Regions from separate parts of the Zea mays genome. Here region 2 is linked to region 1. Evidence: chromatin contacts called from public Hi-C data. All regions are on one chromosome and are shown on one strand. The core of a region is the stretch at or near the end of the contact, and the rest is flanking DNA. Distances in the headings are between cores, read along the strand shown. Region 1 holds the start of LOC111589729 (transposon Tf2-1 polyprotein). Region 2 has its middle 57 kb from the start of LOC109940897.

Evidence for each region. Hi-C and Micro-C count contacts between places; a contact is called where the count stands out from the background.
Region 2: a contact with region 1 is called in a Hi-C map of ear, with 2.6 times the contacts expected there. The contact joins the enhancer-like site here to the promoter of LOC111589729 in region 1. A contact is called at or near these places in 2 of 25 Hi-C or Micro-C datasets (ear and leaf).

The regions. Positions count from the first base shown.
Region 1 is chr7:72,737,108-72,740,474 of Zm-B73-REFERENCE-NAM-5.0, reverse strand. It overlaps LOC111589729 (transposon Tf2-1 polyprotein), which reads left to right and starts at 1,604. Exons shown (of 4, transcript XR_002748844.2): 1 at 1,604-2,113; 2 at 2,232-3,367.
Region 2 is chr7:72,950,804-72,954,170 of Zm-B73-REFERENCE-NAM-5.0, reverse strand. No RefSeq gene overlaps it. Among protein-coding and RNA genes, the nearest start is that of LOC109940897, 57 kb to the right of the region's middle. Within about 2 kb of position 1,525, at least 20 of the 20 cell types and tissues checked have an H3K27ac peak or open chromatin away from gene starts, as enhancers often do. A contact at or near this core is called in ear and leaf, where this site is marked.

The DNA of each region.
Region 1 (3,367 bases), core at 355-2,854:
CGGACAATCCGGTGTAAACCAGACATTCAACATAGAGAGCTCTACAAATAGGCTCTCAGGAAGCTAGCCACCAGATAATTTGGTGTGCAGCGGAAAGTCAAGCTCATGGTCGGCAGAGGCTCAGCAATGGCTACTTCCAACGATCGGCTGATGTGGCCAGAGCACCAGACATGTTCGGTGTGCACCGAACTGTCTGGTGCACCCAATGATAGAAACTGCTACTTTTTGTCCAACAGCTCTATTTGAGGGGGAGGCTATTTATACCCCTCCAACTGGCAATTTGAAGTGTGTGGAGCACAAGAAACATATCATAGGCATAGAGGCACATTTCTAAGGTCCAACACACAAGTGCATAAGAGATTCATCTGGTGATTAGTATAGGTGCTTTGCAAGGTGCTTAGGCTAGTTAGACCGCCATTGCGCTTGCTCTAGTGTAATGCTAGTTAGTTGAGTGAAGTAATAAAAACCCACCACAGCCCTCGGCTCTTGCGCGAGCCGTTGTAATATTGTACCGACTAGGGCGAGAGTCTTGCAAGACCGTGACAATTGAGTTTGTATCACGGCCGCCATTGTGTACCGGGAACGAGGCCCATGGCATTTCGACCAGAAACTCGATAGTGAAGACAGCGGTGAGCGTCCGAGAAGAGGCCGGAAGCGAAGCACTACTTGCGTGTGGAGAAGGCACATGACTCTCTATGGAGTTACTCATTCGTGGTGCTTGGCCCTCGCGTGGGCTACCCTTTGCATATGGGCACCAACGAGGATTAGTTGGAAACTTTCATGGTTCCAGATACCTCGGTAAAAGAACCAGCGTCGTCCACGAGAGTTTGCTTTCTCTACTAGCTCTTTAATCATCCACATTTACTATCTTTACCTAAGTTACAATCTTTATTATTCTTAGTGTATATAGGATTGGAACTTAGGTTGCATTACTTCTTTTAAGGTAGAGATAACAACACATAGACAAAAACCTAGTTTACACAATCTAGTTTAGATATTTGCATAGGTTTTGTTTTAGGGATTATTTTGTGTCCTTGTTTAGAAAGAAGTTTTAAAAGTCTTAATTCACCGCCTCCTATTAGGCGTCACCGTTTCCTACAATGGTGCTCTTATTATGGATTTGGTGTGTGATGCAAATTAACGCGTGAACAACCATCTATATCTGTATACCTACATTAAGAAGTTAATTTTCTTAGTATTAAAAGACTTTATTATCGTTATGATGTCTATACATTAAGAGCACGATACAAGGAAACCAAAGAGCAAGATATGAGGAAGTCAAATGGTGTGTTGTAAATTATTGTGCTCCTGGCGTGAAACCATAGTGTAGTTTGCTATAGGATATGATTAGTAATGGAAGTTTTTGTGTCTACTATTCAAGTGAACAAGATTGGTCTGCTTTGTCATTCTCTAAACTGTGTGTTTTTACCTTCCACCTGAGCTGATAAATCCATAGCCTAGCGCTGCTTGTTCCTATCGATGCATATTGGTTCATCTGATTTGATGTCGTTATCCATGATGCCATGCTCTTTAGCATGAAACGTTCAAAGAATAATTATCGTGGTGTTCTTATTATCATAGTGGTGTCTATTGTAAAATATGGTAAATCTGTTGGCTGAGATTACATGTTATGTATCATGATTTTGTTGTCAAACTCACAGGAGATAGGACAAACCACATAAGGGCTACTTTACGAACCTCAAATCCCCTTCATGATTGGAGGGGGTTGAGATGAAAATGAACTAATTTTCTCTCTAATCCCCTCTAATCTCGAAGGGGATTTGAGTTTTTAAACTAGCCCTAACAGTTTGTTCACGAGAACAGACTCTGAAGGCAAAAAAAAAAAAAGTAGGCCCAGCCCAGTTGTGTAAGCAGCCTTCACCGTAACACAAACCCACGCGGCCACGCCACTCTAGCTACCGAGCGAGCCATGTCGCCTGCGCGGCCTCCTCCGCCTTCCGCTCGCCTCCGCGCCTTCCCCCGCGATGGAGTCCTCACCTCCTTCTATGCCGGTCGATTCCCCAGTATCCCTGGATGCCTTAATCGCCGATCCTGCGGCCGCGCCGGCCGCGTGTACTGCCTCTTCTCTGGCGGTGATAACCGCAAGAAACAGGTGCGCGCAACGCAGCATGCATCTCTTGATTGAGTAGCCCCGCGAATTCGGGGTTCGTTGGTCGTTTGGTTTATCTGGGAACAATTTTCGTGGACTCCCGTCTTCATATGTGGCCCAGGTTCTGGCCTCCGGGGGTTGAGTGTCACATCGGTGCTGCATCAGGATCAGGCAAACACCGTCGCGGATGACTGAGTTGGCGGTAGGAGAGGTATGCGGACAAGGTTTGGTTTTAGTGGATCCTGTTGGGCCGGATTTGGCCTTGTAATCTCAATTGTTAGACTTTGTTAATCTCTGGTATTGGGCCGTATTGTGGCCGTGTATTCGTGGGCGGGTCAGCCACACGTATAAGAGGCAAATATCTGCGCTGAAGAAGGGATGGAAGAACAGAAACCAAATATTCATACCTCTGTCTGCTTCTCTTGCCTGTGTTCTTTCCCTTTCTTCTCTCTTCTCTCCGGTGATCTCTGGCGATAATCCACCGGATATCACAAACTGGTATCAGAGGCATTTTCCGGCGACACTTCGATCGTCGTCGAGCGACATCTCAGGGAAGACATCACGGCGCCAAGTCGGCCATCTGTTCAGGCGCGTCACGTGGTTGCAGCCATGGAAGAGGTGGAGAAAAGGCTGACTGAGAAGTTCCAGCAAGCATGGGAGGCGTCGACTGCCACTCTCATGGAGCTGTCGAAGAAGATGGATGGGTTGGACACGCTGTCGACCAAGATGTCCGAGATGGAGAAGCGACAGATGGAGCATGAGAAGATCACACAGTACGTGCAGGCAAAAATGGATCTCTCCATGAAGTCTCTGGCACAGGTATCCCAAGATCAAGCGCGACTATCAAATGTGGTGGCGAATGCAAACCGAGGAGGGAGCGTCGCGCAGAGGGGAGGAACTGGTGACGGGTTGATGGGAGCTCATCCACAGGCAATACCACCCAGTTTCCAGACATCCCAGACCGCCCCTCATGTGTCTCATCCGACAGGAGGTTCAGGGAACCATTCGTCAGGTGAGGAGGCAAGATTTGGACAAGAAGAAGTTAACAGAAGAGGAATAGAGTCGGATCAACATCACCGAAGGACTTGGCTACCCAAGTGGGATTTCCCGGTATTTGAAGGGGAAGAAGCTAGGGTATGGATAGATAATTGTGAAGCCTACTTCCTGCTATACCAGATTCCAGAGGAGTTCAGAGTAAGCGCTGCCTCTCTCCATCTTAAGGGTCGTGCTGCTCACTGGTACCAATCATTTCGAGAT
Region 2 (3,367 bases), core at 276-2,775, 210 kb before region 1:
CGTGGGCACAAGTTGCCAGTGAGACCGACATAAGGGCCCCACCGTGCCAGTGACGTGGCACGCGAATGAGTGGATGGCGGCTAGGGTTTGGGGCAGGCGCGCATACAAGAAAGAGGAGGGGGAAAATGGGCCGATTAGGATGGTTGCCGGCCCATTTAGCTTAGAAGCCCCTTTTTTATTTTTCTTTTTTTCTTTTCTTCCTTTCCAAATTCAAATTTCCCTTTCAATTTTAAATTCCAATCTTGTGTCAAATTTATTCCCAAGTTAAAAGTGCAATTTGAACCTACCCAAAAATAAGATGAATTTATTTATTTATAATCTTATTTTGGTGTTGTATAATATCCTTTTCTTTCCTTCTCTATTTTATTTTCTATTCCCCTTTCTCTTATTCTCAAATCCCAAACTAAATTTAAATTCATGTTTTGAACTTTGAATTCACAATTCTATCTTGAATGATACTTTTGCTCTTTGAAATTATATTTGTATATTATTTATTCTTCTTCCCACTATTTAATTGGGAAATTTGGATCCATACCATTAAAAGATCACCACTTTGGATCCATACCATTACTATCTCACTTACATGTGGGTCCACATGAGTCAATGGTATGTGGGGTTCATGGTATATATCTAAAGTTTAGATCTTTTAATGGTATAGATCCAATTGTTCCTATTTAATTCTAGCAATAGTAAATAACTTTAATACAATTTCCTTCCTCTTTTCTTTTTGAAGTTAAACATTCAAGGGCATTAGAAATACAAGAAGGTTTCAAAAAATCATTAAAGGACGATTCTTAAATTTATTTATCTATTACATTATTATTATTATTGTTTTTTTTACCAATTTTGGGCTTTACACGAACGGAGACTTCCGGGTCGCGATGGGTGGACAGCAAGCGCAGTCAATGCGGCGCCGATGAGAGGTTTCACAACGCCCAGGTTGCCACCCGGACCACGAAAGAGGCTTGGGGAACGGCGAATCGGAGTTCCCCCGGCGGCGGTTCCATCCTGCCCACCTCGATTGGCAAGCACCAACTCGACCCAGGGACAGGGAGTGGTACAACAACGAGGGCCTAGGGAAGTAGGCGGATGTCGACACAAGGAGCGCGGGGCCGAGCACCATGGGAGAAGATCGCGAGGCCTGGAGGGTGGTGGCCGGCGTGGGTTGTTGTGCGTCAACTGCAGAATCAGAGACATCGACTCGACTGGGGATGAGGCCGAGCGTGGCCCAAGCGCAGGGATGCGACCTCCGTGGATGGGGCTATGCAGGAGGCCATGGCACCACTACTATCCTGGGCTGGGCTAGAGGCGGTAGGGTGCCGAGGGCGCACGTATATATCGAGGCGGCCGGTAAGCTTCAACGGATTTCCGATATTCCGGTCACCTCCACTCGCACGCCACGGCGCGATTCACGCGAGGTCGATGAACCGAGAGCCTGGGTCGCACGGTCTGTTGTAGTGCGGGAGATGAGTCCGACCATGAGGGCCCACACGTAAGCGACCGAAACAAAAGCAACGGGAAGAAGCATAGGGTGGGCTGTGCGGAACAAGAAATGGGGCTAGGCCGTGCAAGAGACTGGGCCGAGCGGTGCTAGAGTTGGCCCATGCGCGGTTTGCCTATTTTTCCCTATATTATTTTTATGATTTCTATTTCAAATTTTAAATTCCCATTACAGATTCAAACCTGTTTCAACTTTTCTGTTTTGACTTTCATATTTTCAAATATCAAACCTATCCCTATCGATCATATACTTTTATTTTTGCATTAATATTATTTTTCTTTTTATAGTACATATTTTTCTTTCTTTCCCTTCTCATTTATTTTTTATTCTCTATTCCAATAAAATTCAAATTCAAACTCCCATTTTGAACTTCATATTCCCAAGTGCCAAAGTTAATGGTAATGTGATTATAACATCTATAGTTTACAATATTATTATTTATTCCTTTCCTTATTATTTATTTATGGAAGGAGTAAATGGTTTCATTAAAATTTCCCTTCTCATTCTCTCTTGATTTACAAATTTAAAATCCAAATCCAAGATAAAGTTGAGGAATTCAAAATTTTAATGCATACTCGAAATCAATTGTGAAGCAATAGATATATGTTTATTTTAATTGTTTTATTTGTTTGGTAGATGTTTGAAATATGAAACACACTCATATTGTTTTCTTACTTTTTAGAAAAATAGTATTTTGAATGTGGGATAAGAAGTAAAATTTACTTCAAAATTAAATACTCATGTAAATAAATGCTTATGCTCATCATTTAATGATTTGCATCATCATTTGGTTGAATAGAAAACTTTTCTATTACTTCTTTTCTAAAATCTTTCTTGGTTTTCGAAATTCAGTCCTTAATTTTCATCTCTCAAGTATAATTTAAGATATTTGAATTTGCTATTTTATTTTCTTCATATATTTATTTTATTATTATTTTTTATACAGGTTTTGGGCCTTACACGAGGCGAGCAAGCGCGGCCAAATTGGCTAAAGGAAGGCACAAATAGGAAAAACCAAGCACGGGGGTGGGTGTCTCACCTCGGGACGGAGCTCGAGGTCGCTTGGCGTGGCCTCCGACGTGCTAGAAGACCGACACGACGGGCGTGGGTCTCCGGCGAAGCTGAGCGGCGTGGGCAGAGCACGAGAGGGAGCGGGGCTGTGTGAAATGGGACGAGAGAGTGAGTGTGGGCGCGGGCGGTGCTAAAAAAGGAGCTGGGGGCGTGGGCAGGCGACGTGGCCGAGGATTCCGGCGACGTGCGCGAGTGCGCGCGCTGCTCCACGTCGGGACGCGGGGAAGGCGGAACTGACAGGGGAGGCCCATGGCCGAGCGAGGGAAAGAGCGAGCACACGGGGCAACGACTCGGCGTCTGGTAGAGCGGGCCGGCAAAGCCGAGAGGGAAGAGGGGCACGCGGGCGAAGAGAACTGGCGCCGATAGCCTGGCCCTACTAGGCAGAGAGAGGGAGAGACTGAGTCCGCGTGGCAGAAACTGTCGGTGACAGGTGGCGCCCACCTGTCAGGCGGCGCGGGCGCGCGACCCCACTAGACTGGATGGCCGGCTTGGGCTGCTTTTGGTTTTTCTTTTTCCCTAGATTTTCTAATTGCTTTTCCATTTCTTTTTCTCTAGGGTTTTCAATTCAAATTCAAATCAAGTTTCAAATTCAAACTAATTCAACCATGTGCAACAATTCAAAGGGTATTTAAGCTCAGCATGATGCAACATGTCATAACCTCCCAAGTCATTAGGCCCACCTACAGTTGTCCTTGTCCATCGGACCTCAGACAACCATGTAGATGCACAAAATCACTCGACAAATTCGGTATCTGTATCCTTTACTTTTCCCAAGAGTGTTTCACCCGTCACGCA